Regions from separate parts of the Hordeum vulgare genome. Here region 1 is linked to region 2. The links are chromatin contacts, called in public Hi-C maps. All regions are on one chromosome and are shown on one strand. The core of a region is the stretch at or near the end of the contact, and the rest is flanking DNA. Distances in the headings are between cores, read along the strand shown. Region 1 has its middle 15 kb from the start of LOC123452963. Region 2 holds the start of LOC123452956 (ethylene-responsive transcription factor 1-like).

What was found. A called contact is a pair of places that touch in the nucleus more often than the background predicts.
Region 1: a contact with region 2 is called in a Hi-C map of seedling, with 3 times the contacts expected there. The contact joins the enhancer-like site here to the promoter of LOC123452956 in region 2. A contact is called at or near these places in 3 of 6 Hi-C or Micro-C datasets (leaf and seedling).

What each region holds. Positions count from the first base shown.
Region 1 is chr5H:559,819,901-559,822,600 of MorexV3_pseudomolecules_assembly, forward strand. No RefSeq gene overlaps it. Among protein-coding and RNA genes, the nearest start is that of LOC123452963, 15 kb to the right of the region's middle. Within about 2 kb of position 1,376, at least 3 of the 3 cell types and tissues checked have open chromatin away from gene starts, as enhancers often do. A contact at or near this core is called in leaf and seedling, where this site is marked.
Region 2 is chr5H:559,553,037-559,555,736 of MorexV3_pseudomolecules_assembly, forward strand. LOC123452956 (ethylene-responsive transcription factor 1-like) reads right to left here and starts at 1,436. Exons shown (of 1, transcript XM_045129703.1): 1 at 5-1,436. The coding sequence starts at 1,194. The coding sequence ends at 184.

The DNA.
Region 1 (2,700 bases), core at 126-2,625, 270 kb after region 2:
AAAATCCAATGAAATTCCTTTGAAACAAAGGAACCCTAAATATTTTCTTGAGGAATTTCCCCCCTTTTGCAGAAACTTCTGCTCCTACATGTGTACCATGTGGAAATAATTATGTCATCCCGAATTGCCTGTCCCAGGCTTCAATTGTCGTTTAATTAGAACGTCACTTGGGTTGCCATGAAAAGTCAAAGGAGTAGTTAAATTAGTGTTTGCAATGAGTGAAAGTCTAAGCTAGCTTTACCTAACGCTTGCACAGCGACCACCGAATCAATCCACACCCCTACAAACCATAAACAACAAGGTAATGGCCTATTCACGTGGATTGCCTTTAAAAGTCCAATGTAGCGTGTTTTAGCTAAAGTACGTCCAAATTATTGATGAAATCCAGCCACCCGGCCAGTGGGAATTTGGTTGGTTACAAGGATCCTTTTTGGGATGCGCCGTAGTACTAGCAGGCTAGCTAGCAGTATTGCTAATGAATGGCCACATGTGTATACATACACACGTGATGGTAGCTAATGTATGTAGGCTAGGTAGGTTAGGTAATCACTCTTATCTTAAGTCCTTGCTAGAGCTTATTTAGGAAGTAATAGTAGACCAAAATTCGAAAAGGGCGACAGAAAAATCGCATCAGCTAGCACATCTATCAGCCACAAAAGAGTTGTGACTTGTGAGTGAGTGAGTGAGTGACCAAGATGGATCAAGAACCAATGCATATGGGACCGAGCATGATCGCATCACTTCCAATAATTGTGCTCCTCCTCCTCCTGTCCCATAGTACAAAGTTAGCTAGTTATGATTTGCTTTTTAATTTTGTTCTTTATGAACAAAACAACACGATGGCAATTGCACCAGCTTTCAATCACAGGAAAGGAGAAGCAATAGCTAGAAGCTCCATTGAATCAGACAAGGGTCCCTGCCAAATGAATATGTGGATGTCTCTTTTGCTTGCTACCCCTATCGTTGGCCTTGTCACCATGTGTCTTTAGCTAGCTAGCTTTCTGTTGTGCTCCTCTTATCTTATCCTTATCACAATGTTAACATATTCACCGCTTTCTAGCTATGTCACTAATTTTGTAATCAGAACCTATGTCTCATTCTTCATAATTTGGAGCTCGTTTGGAACCTGTGAGTTTCAGGAGAGGTGGTTCAGTTTCCTACATGACTGAGAATGAGGAATTTTCCATGCTCCACATAGAGCCTTGCTCTCGATGGCTTTTCATGGGTCTCAAATAGTAGGTCATGCAGTATGTATGTATGTATGTATGTATGTATGTATGTATGTATGTATGTATGTATGTATGTATGTATGTATGTATATGTTGTGTACACATGTAGTGATATACGTAGTGGAGAGGAAGCTTGTGGGTTAAACAAGCTGCGGTGTGGTGGGAGGTCGCTGTCCTTCACCGGTTCACCGGCGTATCTTGCACAGGGCGTAGGCAGAGATCGTGTGTGTCACGCACGCACCTCACTTGTACTTTTCATTGCTTCCCAGTGTTGCGACTAAGGTGAGGTGAGGTGAGGTGAGAGTGCGGCGTCAACAACGACTTGTTGCGCCCTGCGCGCGTCACGCCGTGTGTATCTCCCACTATTGCTATTGGCATTCCTATATATCGTAGCTAGCAGAGATAGCTATTCCTAAGAGAGCGAGCTGCTGCTTTGGTTAATTAAGCACTTGAGCTCAGCTCACTGGCGTCTGGTCTGGCGGAGTTCATGTGTGGAGCATCATGATGTGCTGTGGCGCCACTTGTAATCTGCCGTCTCGATCATTTCTGCACGCTTTTTGTCCCGGCTTTCGAGTCCTTTTCAGTAAATTATACACATATATATATCATACCAATTGTCGAGGAAACGCAATACAGAAAACAAGATGCCGACAATCGTGGTCTTCGACTAGAGCACGATTTCGCCCGTAAAAAGACGCGGAGCCAAGCAATCGCCGTTGTTGTGCCGAGCAGGCATGCTGTTAGAAGGAAGACGAACAATTTGATTCATTTTCTCTCTCTTTCTCTCTAGAGAAGTGTCCGTTTACTGGAATCAGATCAGTCATCACACTAGGAGAAGAAGCGGAAGGGATGGACCTTCCCGCTGTAATTTCATCGCCTGTGAAGAGGCGGTCCAAATTACGGCAATCCTGGTCGGCCGGCCGCCCCGTGTAGAGCGAGATCGAGCACATTTTATTTTCTCTGGTTTCGCTCAATTGCATTCGGAAAAAGAACGAACAAATCATTAAAAAAAAGGAAAAATCATGAATTCAGAAAATTTCATGGATTTTGAAAAAAGTTCTTGATTTTGCAAAAAATCAACAATTTTAATAAAGTTCATACAAACTGAAAAAAAATCATCAAAATTATAAAAAGTTTGTCGATATTGAAAAAACTTCATGGAATCTTAAAAATGTCCATCAATTTTAAAAAAGTTCATCATTTTGAAGAAACAATTCAGGTATTTGCAAACAATTCGTAGAACCATGAAGAAGAAAAAAAAAGGAAAAAGAGAAAAGAAAAATGGAAAAGTAAGAATAAAAAATAAAGAAAAGATGAACATTATCTAATTCCGCTGGTTGGTGCGGAAGTTACACCGGCGTACCTCAATGAGGGAGGTCACTAATTTAGTTCACATACGTTGCGCATTTTTACGGATTAAAATCTAGATGGACTGGCCCACACGCGGGCGTTTCAAGCGTCCGTTTGCAAA
Region 2 (2,700 bases), core at 186-2,685:
ACCATATTGAAGGGTGTATATACATTAAATCATCCGCAAATCATATGACAGGATGGTCATGAGTTTGCACATCAAGGAGTTTAGTACTTGACAAAAATTACACAATACCAAAGAAGTTCCGACGACGCTAGGCAGAAGAGTGAAAGATCTAACGATAGTAATTACGGATAGTTGGAACCTCCCTCAGGTCCCGCCAACTTCCTCGACGCAGACGGAGGAGGCGTGGAGGGCGCCAACACGGGTGCCGCACCCTGACCGCTTCTTTCGCTTCCCGGTGATCATCGCCCACATTGGCTTGACCGCCTGGATCTCAGAGTTACCACCGACCTCCTTCGCCTCCTCTGCACAGCCCCCATCCTCCACCTTGACCTCTCCTGCACTAATCACATCCCCAACCTTTGCCTCGCCATCACAGCCCACGTCCTCCTCCTCCTTGACATCGCCTGCAGAGCACCAGCCCCAACCCTTGTCCTTGACCTGTGGATTGAAGGAAAGCTTCAGCCTCAGCTTCAACGGGAGGGCGAACGGCTTAGCTGGCAGAGGAGGCGGCGAGATGGCCGGCTTGACAGGCTCAGGCGAAGGGGGCGGCGGCGGCGAGACAATCGGCTTGGCAGTCTGTGACATGGGAAGACGCAGGACGGTTGGCTTGGCAGGATGTGGCATGGGAAGGCGCAGGACGGTGGGCTTGGGAGGCTCTGGCGGCGGGAACGGGAAAGGGAAGCAGCCGGTGGTGGTGGTGGTGGTGGTGGCGTCGGGCGGGCGGCGGCTCCCGCTGATGCGGATCTTGGCGGCGTCGTAGGCGGCGGCGGCCTCCTCGGCGGTGTCGAAGGTGCCGAGCCAGAGGCGGCGGCCCTGGATCGGGTCGCGGATCTCCGAGGCGAACTTGCCCCACCGGCGCTGGCGCACGCCGCGGTACCGCACCGAGGGGGTCCTCCCCCCGGCCTGCGGCGGGCGCGAGTCCTCCCTCCTCCCGGCCTCCATCACGCGGCGGCGCTTCTTGCGGTCCCTCCGGCGCTCCTCCTTGGTCGTCGGCATGGCAAGCAGCGGCGGCGGCGCGGCCTCGTCCTCGCTGGAGGAGGAGTCGGTGGCGTCGGCGTCGTGCACGATGATCCGCACCACGCGGCCCCTGGGCGGCGGCGCCGCCTCCGCCGCCGCCGCGGCGGCCAGCATGTCCAGGCTAGGGTTGGGCCCCATGCCTCGTGTCTCGGCTCAATCCATCCTCGCGCGCGATCGGGGGCGCTCAGCCTCGGCGCCCCGCCATGGGCGGCGGCGGCGGGAAGGGGAAGGGGGAGGGGAGGCTAGGGTTAGGGTTTCGTCCGTCGGTGGGGCGGGGCGGGGCGGGGCGGATGCGGCGGGTGTTGGTGGCGTGCGGTTGTGGGGTTGCGGTGGAAGCCGGAGGACGAGTGGCGGAGGAGGCGGGGGCTAAAAGGGGGGAAATGGGTGGGGGCGGAGCACGGGTCGGTTGAGGGGCAGTATCGGGATTTCCCGTTTTCATTTCTTCTGGTCCTGGGCTCCTGGCCCTGGCCCTGGCCCTGGGAAGTAGTATCGCGGCACGGATCAAAGGGAGCGCGTGGATATTCTCGAGGGCTGGGGCTTACCTCGGAACAAAGAAAGAAATGTGGGGAGGCGAAATTCAAATTCGTGGGGTGGACTACTGGCTCCTTGCGTTGCCGAGGAGGATAAGAACGACCACTTGGAGGTTCTCTCAAATGGTTATCGGGAATTTGGGATAAACCATGTGGACTAAGACTAGATGCGCAAGTTTGAGGCAAAATGGACAAAAATAATCCCAAAATGTAACAAATTCACAAAATAAACTCTCTTGGAAACTATCTCACTCAACTAACATTTTCAGGTAGCGTCCAACGCGTCGGTGCTATGCCCTATGTCATAGCGTCTTTCTCACACGCGCTACGCTGCTTGATAGCGTGGCGTCGTGAGCCAGGTCGGGCCTCACCCATGGTTAAGTATCGTCGTCTGAAGCATAGGTGGTATCCCATATGTGGCATAGCGTGTGAGACAGCAAAAAGTCTAATTTAAACATTAAACTTGTATCTGTCAGGCGGAATGAACCCCCGAGTCAAAATCCCGGTCGATTGCACCCTGAACTATGCAATCCCGGTCTAAATCGAACCCTCACCTTCTGTCAACTGGAATTTATCTCGAGAACCGACCCATTTTAATTTTTCCGTTAAAAAAAGGGCGCACTTAAGTTTCATTTCGTTAAAAAAATAATGCATGGGTGGCTTCCTTTTTCTTCCTTTTTTCTTAAATTTTTTAATCTTTTTCAAATAGTTCATGCAGGGCGCAAATTATTCACGCCGTGCGGCATGCAAAACATTTCCTAAATATGCAATAAACAGTTTAGCAATACACAATAAACTTTGTATAATATAAGAGAAAATAAACAGTAACAAGAAAAGAATGTACGTTGCATTTGAAAAATGTTCACGCATTTCAAAATAATGTTTGGGACATTTAGAAAAATGTATACGATGTATTGAATTTTTTCAATTTTTTTTTATAAGGCATGAATTTTTAATTCATTTTTGAAGCCATATTTTTTCAATTTGTTTCTTTTCTTTTTTTCTACTTTTTTATTTTAAGGCGCGAAATTTTTACAATTTGTTTTTTTAATCCATGAAACTTTTTATTAAACTTGTGGACTTTTTCGAATCTGAGAACTTTCTTCAAAACTAC